Regions from separate parts of the Rattus norvegicus genome. Here region 2 is linked to region 1. The links are chromatin contacts, called in public Hi-C maps. All regions are on one chromosome and are shown on one strand. The core of a region is the stretch at or near the end of the contact, and the rest is flanking DNA. Distances in the headings are between cores, read along the strand shown.

Region 1 (6,107 bases), core at 1,713-4,212:
GAAACCAGAACTTTGTCCTTTCTGACAAAGAAGGTACGAGCTTCTTCTGCTGATGGAGCGGTGTCAGAGTACACTAGCTTATGAACCCCGAGCCTGAAGGAAGCTAGCTGTACAGCTCTTTACGGGTTAAAGAAAAGAAAATATCCTACCAGCATAATAAAAGCACTCTCAGACCCTCACAATTTCTCACTAGGGGTCAACTTGGAAAGATCGAGTGGATGACATCACAAACAGAAGGCGAAAGCAAGGAGGCCTGGAGCATCAGGGATGAGACCTAAGTGAGCACAGGAAGCAAAGATCTCAGTGAACCCGCCTCCCTCCCTTCCTGGAAGGACAGATGTTGCTGGATCCCCACCGCTGCTCAGCTCACTGCAGTTCTCCAGTCTCCCAGTGCTTCCTACGTTAACACGGCAGTATTTACAGGCCCACCGCTAGCTTCCAGATGAACACAAGTTCCATCTTCCTGTCGTCGGTTATTTGTTTTGGTTTGGGTTTTGTTCTGACGTAAGTCTATGACTTTAGTGCCTTTGATTGTGTGGTCTTCTCCTCTATTAATGGTGGGGAGTGAGGGGTGCCATTCTCCTTTGTTCGTATGGTGCAGTATCAGCAGAAGGAAAATGATAGCTATATGCATATGCCAAACAAAAGAAAATGTCAGAAAAAATCCAAATTTCTAGTCTGCAAGCAAAATAAAAAAAAGAGATATGAAACAAGAAGCAAAAAAAAAAATGATAAGGAATAATCAGAATTAAAAACAGAAGAGAAAAATCAGTAGAACCAAGTGCTAGATCTTCCAAAGAAAATAAGATTTACAATGTGTAGCAAGACTGACAAGAGAAAAAAAGTGTGTGCTTGCGCATGAGTGAGAGAGAGAGAGAGAGAGAGAGAGAGAGAGAGAGAGAGTGTGTGTGTGTGTGTGTGTGTGTGTGTGTGTGTGTGTGTGTGTGAAAATAAGACAAACTGGGTCACAGTGCCCCCTGGGGACCACGCCTTTACCCACGGGTCTCCTGATTGACAATCTCTAACACGATGATTGGCTATAGCAGTCTGTGGGTTCATTTCACATTAACAGGAGCCACCTGCATGAGCAGGCAGCAGGTGGGCCAGCTCTTCCCAACAGGGCTCACCCCAATATCCCCTCTTAGAGTCAGTTGGGGAAGTGGGCTTGGGTCTGTGGGGAAGGTGGTACCCGAATCCAGTAGGCCCCCAGGGAAGACTTTAGAGAGCCCTCGAGGCTGGGGTCAGACACGCCATATATACAACTCCCAGCGGGTCCCTGGGTCCTTACTGCCTCAGACCAAAGAGAACTGGGGAGAAATGTGAGCCGGTGCCTGATGACTGACGGGGAGTGGGTGGGTGCCAGGGTGGATGCAGGGACTCCTGTGTGAGGTAAGGCTACAGCAGACAGCAGCTGAGTTACTGATCACCTTCCTTTGGCCTCCGATCAGCATCTTTAGAGTCATGGCGGTAAGCAGGTGGTGGACTTCTCTGCTGCTCTGACTCTGATTAAACCCACCTGGGGGAAGAGGAGGTGTGCTTGGCTAACGTAGCCCCAGCACAGTCTCCCATCGAGGGAAGTCAGGGCAGCAATGTGGAGGCAGGAAGCCACACAGAGGCCATGGAGGTTGCTGCTTACTGGCTGGCCCTCAGCGCCCATGCATTTTGTGTGCCTCCAGGCCCACCTGGCTAGGGGTGGTTCCACCAGCAGCGGGCTGGGCCCTGCACATCAACCATGAACCCAAAAATCTGTCTCTCAGACACTCACAGTCCAATCTGACAGACATGGTGACTCTAGCTGGTGTCAAGTTGACCAGAAACAACCAGCGCAGGCTCAATAACTATTGAGAAAATCAAATTTGTGATTTAAAAGACGTTTTTCTCATAGGAACTCTCCAAGTCCAGATGGGTTCGCTGTAGTTTTATTAAAGGGGAATGAACATCTTACAGGAACAGCACGATGTTTCTTAAGAAGGTCTAAGCATGACTGGAAAGTGTCGTTGACTCTGAATTGGATCTGAACCTGGCCTGAACAGCCACTGGCTTTCGGGGGCTGAGTCAATGTTACCAGATGAGTTAGATTAGGTGGAACCAGAGCGCTTGGTTCTGTTTGCTCAAAACACCTACGGAGGGAGCAATGCCAGGGCCTGCGGTCAGAGACTAATTCCTCCAAGGAGATCTCTTCTCAGCTGCTCTGAGGAGCCTTCAGATTGCTCGTGGGCCCAGATCCAGAAGAGACAAAGCTCAGACTGTTCAGAAGTCCCCAGAGTTTCTGCCCACTCCTGAGAGTCCCACCTTGTTGCAAGATGAATAGCCAAGTGACGGCATTTTTTATTTCTAACCCTAACCCTACCCCTAACCCTACTCCTACCCCTAACCCTAATTTCTACCCCTGACCCTGACCCTGACCCTAACCCTAACCCTACCCCTAACCCCTACCCCTGACCCTAACCCTAACCCAAACCCTAACCCTACCCCTAACCCTGACCCTACCCCTAACCCTGACCCTGACCCTAACCCTGACCCTACCCCTAACCCTGACCCTACCCCTACCCCTCACCCTAACCCTACCACTGATCCTGACCCTGACCCTACCCCGACCCTACCCCTACCCCTCACCCTACCCCTAACCCTGACCCTGACCCTGACCCTAACCCTAACCCTAACCCTAACCCTGATCCTACCCCTACCCCTCACCCTAACCCTACCCCTAACCCTAACCCAGCAGGTCTAGGTTCAGATGAGCACCCAGGTGTTGGCTCAGGATGAGTTGGAGGGGTCGGAAGATGTCGTCCTCCCTGGTGGGAGCACAGACAGTGGTATCCCATGGTCCCTCTGGGCTCGGGAACTGGCTCAGGGCAGCTTGATTGATGCTATTTGTGCACAACTGGCAAAGAGTGCACAACCCAGCAGAAAATGAGGAAATGTGCCCATGGTTCTGGCAATGCGTGGAAAAGAAGCTCAAGGGCACGCCTGAAGGCTGTGACCTCACATCTGTCCCAGCAGCACCTTCAAACTTAAACCACAGACCGCCCCTCCCAGAAAGTTCAGTGTCCAGATGTCTTGGAGGAGGGAGGGAGGCCAGTCACACTGTGACCCTCTCCCTTAGCAGCCTGAGTAGCAGACTCAGGCACTGGCTGCAATTACTCAGCCGGGCTGAGGCGCTCTCTTATCCCGTTCACCGATACTTGGATACTTGGTTTGGTTTTGTTTCTTTTGTCATTTGTCTATGGGACTAAAAAAAAATGTTAAGAGAGGGTTTTGTTTATTTTTTTATATAAGTAAAAATCATATGATCTGGAGTTTCTGTTTTCCTTTAAAATAAATGAAGCAACACAGTCCAATAAAAAAAGACTATGGATGAACAGGACCTTATTACAAGAATAATAGCAAACAATTCAAGAAATTCGAGATCACTCACCTCCTGTCCCTTCCACAAGCTTCCCTCCCAGTTTTCAGCTCCAATCTAGCACAGAGGCAAGAGGGGACCAGCACAGACTCTAGTAGTCAGAGGCGACGTAGTCCTCAAAGTATTAAGTGTCCACAGGATAAGCAGAAGTTTGTTATGGCAAAAATAGCCCAATTAGCTAGACTTTTCAAATGAGATGGAGTGGAGTCCCTTTAGTGAGAGCTTCTCTCAAGTTTCAATGCAACTCAGATGCAAACAGAATGAGTCTGAAACAAGTGGTATGTAAGCTAATTTCTGGAGCAAAGGGAAACTTTTATGAAAATATAAGAACTAATTTTTTAGATCAGTGTGGTCAGTGCAGTGCACATTCTTGGTTCCCAAAGGCCCAGAATGTCTCTACTCCATATTTGAGTGCATTTTTATTAACGGGAAGTATATTAATAAGGTAACTTTCATCCAAAAGTATTTTCTGAAGCAACGGACTCTGTGGTGATCTACATAAGTTATACCGTGCAGAACTGCTTCAATTCTAACTGGAGTTCTTGTGTTTTCATATGTAACTATCTGATTCACTCACTGCTCTGCATAGCAAAGTGGATCACATATATTAAGCTTGAGCAAATCTAGGGTTCTTTCATTAGAGATTGCTTTTGTAGCCATTATTTTATACCATATCTCTTATTTCACTAACTACAAGAAAATCTTACCTATATTTTTATTAGTAGCAGTTAAACTTATATTATGCAATTTTAACAATATTCTTTAGTTTGAGATTATCTCTTCTCTCAAATTATTAATTTTTTTATGATTGTTGTTTGGTTTCGTTTTTAAGATAGTTTTAGTACACAGCTTTGGCTGGTCTTGAATTACTGATTCCTCTGTTTCCTCTGAAGTCCTGGGATAACAGAAGTGTGTCACCACATCTGCCTACCTGAGTTTTCTGCTGATTGCTCAGATCAACGACAGACAAAACTTTACCCAAACACAGAGGTGCTCCACAGAGCTGCTCGCTGACCTCTGATTTCCACGCATGCTCCTTGGCACGTCTTCCACTAAATAGAGCTTTCAGTAGTGGCTGTATCATCTATCTACCTTCATGGTTTCGAGTTTTATGGTATTTTTAAGAAATATAATTTGGTAACTACTGAGAAGAAAAAATAAACAATTTAAAAATGAATGATAGTATTTTTAAAACCTAGTCATCATCACTAAGAAAATGACCACAAAATCAATCAGTGACTGGGAGAGATTAAATCCTGCAGTGCTAGTGTTTAAAGGTATGTGCCACCACACCTTTCCAAGCCTTTCTGTAAAGTTCTACAGCAATTGCACACAGTATATAGTTGACACACTGCCCCAGTTGCACTTCAGTTGCTGTGATTAAATACCGCACCAAACAGCAACTGTGGTTTACTGGGAAGTCAGCAGACACGCAAGGCAATTCGTCACCTCATATCTAGGAACAGAAAGAGAATACAACATTCATGTCTACTGCTCAGCTGGCTTTCTCAGCTCCTAAAACATTGACTGTGCAGCCCAAGAAGTGTTGTTGCCCACATTTAAAGCGGGTGATCCCTCCCCCATTATCCCAAGTACAGCATGCCAACAGGCCGACCTAACCTAGACAATCTGTACTAAGTCTCTTTCCAGGGGAGTTGAGGTTGGAGTGAATCATACACTCAATAAATTTTTGCTGCTAGGAAGAGTAATTTTACTGCCAAATATTTTATGCAAAAATATAGGAATATAGAAAAAAACACCAAAAATATCCTCATAACTATTTTGTATTTCATCAGTAAACTTCAAATGTTTCCGGTACTTATGAGCAGTGAGAACTTTTCTTCTGTAATAACTAAAAACATCAAGTACATTTTTAAAAACTAACGTCAGCTGGGCTAACTGCATATTTATAAGATGAGGCAGAAGGATCTCAAGTGCAGGTGAGGTTAAGTTAGCAAACATTCTCAGGGCTCCTTTAATCCACACTTTATAGGCTAACTCTCCCTCCAATAAGCTAAGCGTCATTACTGAGAATGCAGGAAATCAAAAATAGTCTTATACAGCACTGAGACATAGCTTAGTTAGACTGTTTGCTCGGTATGTGCAATACCCCGAGTTCTATCCCCTGTGCTTCGAGCAAACAACAGAGCTCACTGCCGTCAAAAGTCTGCTCGTGGCAGGTGATGGACCCAAACTTCATTTCCAACTCCCTTCCCGGGCCTACTACGGACGCTACAGAAGTTAAGTACTTGGTTCCCAATAGCTTTGCAAGGCCGTGGTACACAGCTCTGGCTAATGCGATGCAAACGGAAGATTGCCAACAGACTCCTTTCTCTTCCTCTGGAACAGTCTGTGAGGTGTCATCATGTGAGCAAGACATCAGTAAGGCCATCAGCATGCACCTAAATTAAGACTTCTTGTAAGACTCTTCTGTTTACAACACAGGCTAGTTCCTCCCTCTGATTCTTGTTGTCAAATACATTCCTGACTGAAATATTTAGCCATTTCCAAGTCCCAGTAAGAGTCTCCAAACAAGGTCTCCTTATTGAAGACTTGGTTCACCTCAGAAGCGCACACTTGTCTTCTCTTTTGGAGCAGAGCTGTCTGCTTTTGACCCAGGCGGGCCTGCAGGCTCTCCTGGTATTTAAACTGTGGCTAGGCTAGCAGCTGTTTACTCAGCAACTGATTTTCATTCTTTAAA
Region 2 (6,107 bases), core at 1,402-3,901, 37 kb before region 1:
AGCAACCTGTCCTCACCAACGTACAGCACTGCCGATTAATCTTCGAACACGGACACTGAGTGGCGGTGACAGCACAGGAAACAGTACATACTGTACCGCTGTGTGAGCAGCGCTTGTGGTCCAAAGCACTTTCTAGTCACGTGCTTTGCCTATGTTCAGACCTTCATCCGTCCCCTTGAGAATGAACAACTGGTGACAAATTCAAACCAAAAACTGCTATGAGCTATCAATCTACCTACTTGAAAAGTTACATGAAAGTAAGTAAACTATTTGAAGCAGTTTTTCTTTGTCCACTTGACCCATTAAAAAAGCCCATCTAGATATTTTAGACTATAACTTGTAACACTGATGTCAATCTTGTTTTTATTAAAACTTACACAAGTAGAAAGTATATTTCAACAATGCTAAGTAAGCAAAACATTTTATAAAAAGTAAAAGTCCTAATTCCATTCTCCCCCTGCTGGGAGAATACTTGTCTATCTAGCATTTTGTGGACTTTTTTAACATTCAAAGTATTTCAGAAGAACTAAGGATCTAGAAGTGTTGTTTATATTTAGATTTCTTGAATTACATTTATATTTAGATTTCTTGAGTACAGAAAATGTACTAAATTTCTTCTATCATTAACACTGCTATGCTATTTAAAACATGGGAAGTTGGGCACCTGTGTGTGACTCGTGTGTGTGTGTGTGTGTGTGTGTGTGTGTGTGTGTGTGTGTGTGTTCCATGAACCAATGGTTTAGGAAAAGAAAAACTTCCTGACTTCAAAGTTCTACAACTGGGTTGGGGATGTGGCTCAGGGTACAGAATCTGCCTAGCATGTATAGGGCCCTGGGTTAGATGGAGAAGAGGAGGGAGAGGAGGAGAGGAGGAGGAGGGAGAAGAGGAGAGGAGGAGGAGGGAGAAGAGGAGAGGAGGAGGAGGAAGGGGAGGAGGAGGGAGGGGAGGAGGAGGGAAGGAGGAGGGAGGGGAGGAGGGAGGGGAGGAGGGAGAGGAGGAGGAGGGAGAGGAGGAGAGGAGGAGGGAGGGGAGGAGGGAGGGGAGGAGGGAGAGGAGGAGAGGAGGAGGAAGAAGGGGAGGAGGAGGAAGGGGAGATTTCTGGAAGCTTTTTTTATTTCCCCCTGGAGCTGGGGACCAAACCCAGGGCCTTGCGCTTGCTAAGCAAGCGCTCTACCACTGAGCTAAATCCCCATCCCTGGAAGCTTCTTGAGAGAACTGTGCCAATACTTCTTCTGTAAAGTGACCAGTTTTCCCATGATACACCATTTCCTAGTTTATTTTACATGCTAAGTATATTAAAGTGAAATGCAGCTACACAAAGCTTTCTAGTTTGTTGACTACAACCCCACAGGCACTATTATAATCAATGTCCAAGCTACTGTGGATCTTTGGAAATTCTAAGTCTGAGCTGAGGATACTGCACGAAAAACTGATGTCAGAAATAACAGAGCTGTTCAGGCACGACCACTAGGGTTCGTTTCTACTAAGAATGGGAGCAGACAGATCTGTGACGGCTTGCATACACAAACTGTAAATGTTAGCACAACACTTCCATGCTCTTTTTTTTAAAAGCTTCCCGAGCAATGTCTTATGGTTTATTATTGACACTGAGTATAGAACCCGGAGCCTTTCACATGCTAAGTTGCTGTCCACCACTGAGCTTTAAAAGTTATTTTTGAAGCTTGTTTTTGTTACATGTAAACAACCAGCATGCGATGTATCCCGTGAATGTTGACATCTAGAAAACACTTGGTGTTCTACACCCTTCATGGAGTCATTTACATTTTCATGACTATATTTACTGTTACGATTAATAGACTATTAAAAAATTGACCTGTATCATTTTAATGGGCAAAGCAACAAGATTATTCACATATAGACTTCTTGATTTAAGACAACCTAACGTTCTGATTTCAATTCCAATTTCAGTATTGACTCTCGTCCTTTTAGATTCTAAGCCTTTGGATGTCCAATTTAGCGACGTTTATTTCAGCAATTTTAAAACATCATCCTATTTGCACACTTAACACACACACACACACACACACACACACACACACACACAGATAGTTCTGCAGGCACAGCAGGAATGGTTTAATAAACATGAGCAAGCGCTGCGACGAGCACCACAGGGCTTGGCGGCGTTTTTTATTCCAGGCAATATCATTAAACGATTCAAATGTGTCTGTTTCTAAGTGCACGTCGGCAAGGGAAGGGTGACTGAACAATCTGTTTTGACCCGAGCGCCAGAGAGGAGAAAATCCACAGGCTGTTTGATCTGAGACTTCGGCTCTGCTGTGCGCACCGGCACAGCATAGCAGTCCTTACTCTGTTCGGAGACCTCCTCTCCCCTTACGCGATCTTGTCGCCCGCTGGGCGGTGCAGTCCCTTCGCCCAGGCCGCGCAGCCCTCGGAGGCGTTTGCGAAGCTACCCGTACGAGCTAGCGTCGGCGGTGCTTGGTCCCACGGCCCTCAGCCCTCGCCCGCTCCGTACCTCGTCCTGGCCGCGGCCACCGCCGCACTGGTGGCAGCCCAGCAGCTCCGAGACAGCCAGCGAGGCTGCGTACGCCTCGTTCGCCGCGGCGGCCAGGCGCATGTCGGAGGGACGGCTGCGGCCGCAGTCAGTCGCTGCACAGCTTCAGTCTGCACACGGCGGGGGCGGGGCAGGCGGCTCTGACAAACAAGCCGCGAGGCCCCGCCCCGCGTCCGTCACTCCACTGCCGGGCGGGCGCGCCCGCCAATGCCGGCCCGCGGGGACTCGTAGCCCCACCCCTTGGCGCTCGGGTTGGGGAGCGTGTGGACCAGGCCAGCAAAAACAAGCTTGAAGGCCAAGCGCCTAGCATGGAGCTGACACTCAGTTTGGGAACAGGCTAGCTGGGTGGAACCCTGGCTGGAAGATGCAATGTGCATCCCGGGACTCAGGGAAAGGCAACCTAATTTCCCGGCTCCGGGTTAAGGCCGGGCATTTACCCATAGGCAGTTAGCAACGTCATCTAGACGGACACTGGCAACACCAGGAGAAATCCAGCTTCCCTTAAATTGTACAAACTACCGAACCTTCTTCCTTTCTGATGCCCATATGAGGCAGAATGAGCTTCAAAAGCAGGAGACCATGGCCTATATTCAATGTAAAATTTATTCTTGGCAAGCGATGTAGAAACTATAAATATTTTCCTTGGCAGCAGGTCTCCCAATTGTCTTTCCTCAACAACTATATTCTATGGCATTACAACATCTAATATGCTCTCACAGATACCTTGTGTTACAAAGAAAACTCTCTGTGAAATCTAATGAGGAACTTGGAAAAACAGAGTTTAAGACATAAATCATTGACATTTTTAGATCCAGAATCTAAATCTTGTGCCAATATTATTTCCTTCCTTTGGTAGCTTTATTGATTTCTTTTTTTTTTTCTTTTTTTCGGAGCTGGGGACCGAACCCAGGGCCTTGAGCTTGCTAGGCAAGCGCTCTACCACTGAGCTTAATCCCCAACCCCGCCTTACTGATTTCTTAAAAGGAAAAAAAAAAAAGCTTGTTAACTTAGATCTCTTTTTTTCTATGTTTGTGTTTTCAAAAGCTTACAAGTTCAGATTAAGAAAAGAAAAAGTTAGAACACATTCAAAGGAGGAAATAAATGGAGCTTAAATGACTAAACATTGACAGACACAACCAGGACTTCAAGATGAAAATTAAGTTTCAGTCTTGGGTGGTGAGGTTACAGTGTATCAAAGAAGACTGTTACACTTTTAGCTCCAGAATCTTCCTATTTTGAAAGTCACCGTTTAAAATCGTTACTCTTTTTCTCCTGCAGGTAAGATCAATGTTGCAACTTCTTTTTTTTTTTTTTTTTTTGTTCTTTTTTTCGGAGCTGGGGATCGAACCCAGGGAATGTTGCAACTTCTTATAGCCCTCCCCTGAATCTTTTCTTCTTTAAGAGACGAAAGCTGCTTAATTAATAAAAGAGAGGCAACAGAGAGACCTAAGCTCTCTTCCACTGAAGAGCCACAAAAAATAAATGGTAAACTCAAACTTCTACTTAGCCATGAGCAAACAATAGAAATCCATTAAGCTAGCCCTCTTCAAATGAACTGGCTGCAAATGAGTAACTTAGAGAAATGAGGTTAATTGCTATGTGGGGTGGAAATCCATAAAAGCTAGTTTAAAAATGAGTGAAGCAGATGGAAACTGATGACTCTGAGATTGTTGAGTTATAGTTTTAGTTTATCTAGCAGGGTAGCCATATTTATTAAATTATTTAAAATTGTTTTTCATTGCAAAAAACAGTGAGTGCTTACCTTCCTAGTTACAGGGCACAAAGCTAAAACATGAATTCAGTTAATTCCAAGATAGTTTAAAATAAAGTGTCAAATTAAAGCTGTATATTGCATGTATAGTGTCTAATATTTAGAACTTAATAAGTATTTATTGAAAAAAAAAAGTTCAGCTGAAAACAGCCATCTCCTGTGACCAGGCAAGACTTCCAATGGAGGGACTTAGACACCAACTTAAGCCACAAAACTTTCATTTGTCCTGACTATAAGATATGCAGGGGCAAAGGTAGAGCAGAAAGTGAGGGAGTGGCCAACCAATGACTGGCCCAGTTTGAGACCCAATGCCATGAGAGAGAACCTGCCCCTGACACTATTATAATGTGTGTGTGTGTGTGTGTGTGTGTGTATGTGTGTGTGTCTGTGTCTGTGTGTGTGTGTGTGTGTCTGTGTGTAACATATAATGTTATATTTGCAGACAGGAGACTAGCATAGCTGCCATTTGAAGGCTTCATCCAGTAACTGAGGGAAACAGATACAGACCTACAGACAAACACTAGGTGGAGCTTGGGGAATGCTATGGAAGAGGGGGAGGAAGGATCGAAGGAGCAAGAGGGGTCAAGTGCACCACAAGAAAACCTAGTAACTAACCCCTGGGCCCATAGGGGCTCACAGAGACTAAACCACCAACCACAGAACATGCATTAGAGGGACCTAGGCCCTATGCACATACATAACAGTTGGCAGCTTCGTCTTCCTGTGGAACTCCTAAGAGCAGGAACACGGACGGGCTGTGTCTTACTCTGTTGCCTGCATTTGGATCCCTTTCCCCTAGTTGGACTGCCTTGTTTATCCTCAGCAGGAGAGGATGTGCCTAGTCTTACTGCACTTGACATGCCAATGCAGGCTGATATCCATGGAAGGTCTCCCCTTTTCTGAGGAGAAAGGGGAGAGGGGTGGATGGAGGGGTGGTGACTAGGAGAGACTAGGAGAAGAGGAGGGAAGTCTGCAATTGAGATGTAAATTAATTAATAAAAAACAGTTCAGATATACCAAACTAAATTAGAAACACTAAAACGTTTTTTCCAGATAGTTCCAATTATTTAATGCTGTCATGCATGAAGTGAAAAATAATTTAACTTATTCTAATTCAATAGTTCACTGAGAACCTTCAAGCTATTAAATATCCAAGATTCCTTAGCAGTCTCTAAAGACTGACCTAGGGGTTGGGGATTTGGCTCAGTGGTAGAGCGCTCGCCTAGGAAGCGCAAGGCCCTGGGTTCAGTCCCCAGCTCCGGAAAAAAAAGAAATTAAAAAAAAAAAAAAAAAAAAAAAAAAAAAGACTGACCTAAACACTTCCAAGAGCACCAACTTCTGCTCTCTTGCATAGACAGCACTATGAATTAGTCTCTTTACTGTCCATTAAAAACACTGCCCCAAGTCAATCTATAGTGGCCAGCAAAATGTATTAATTGCCCTGGAAATACCAGGTGGCTTTTGCTTCTGGGGATGTTTTTCCTCCAAATCGTTTAATAGAATGTTTGTGTTTACCAAGAAACTGATGTCTTGAGCAGGGTGGGAAGGTGTGCAGTGTGGGACACACTGAGACTGTCATAAACACCAAAGGACAAGACAAGCATCCTGCACGTGGGGCAGCCTACGGAGGATTGCACCTTCCTTCCACAGCCACTGAGAGTTAGCAGCACAGGCCGGGAGGGGGGCGGTTTATAAAGTCTGCTGTTTGAACGTTTCATTTCAACATTTTGTTCCTTTTAAGAAGAATCCTGGCACCTGATCAAAGAGGTAACAATTTTACTTTCCTCTAAAAATGTTCTGCCC

The links. A called contact is a pair of places that touch in the nucleus more often than the background predicts.
Region 2: a contact with region 1 is called in a Hi-C map of psoas muscle, with 2.5 times the contacts expected there. The contact joins the promoter of Sesn1 here to the enhancer-like site in region 1. A contact is called at or near these places in 10 of 12 Hi-C or Micro-C datasets (the A7r5 cell line, Schwann cells, frontal cortex and 5 more).

Annotation. Positions count from the first base shown.
Region 1 is chr20:46,908,411-46,914,517 of GRCr8, reverse strand. It overlaps a transcript of Sesn1 not described here. Among named protein-coding and RNA genes, the nearest start is that of Cep57l1, 35 kb to the right of the region's middle. Within about 2 kb of position 2,962, at least 5 of the 93 cell types and tissues checked have an H3K27ac peak or open chromatin away from gene starts, as enhancers often do.
Region 2 is chr20:46,945,263-46,951,369 of GRCr8, reverse strand. Sesn1 (sestrin 1) reads right to left here and starts at 2,651. Exons shown (of 10, transcript NM_001414937.1): 1 at 2,495-2,651. The coding sequence starts at 2,596.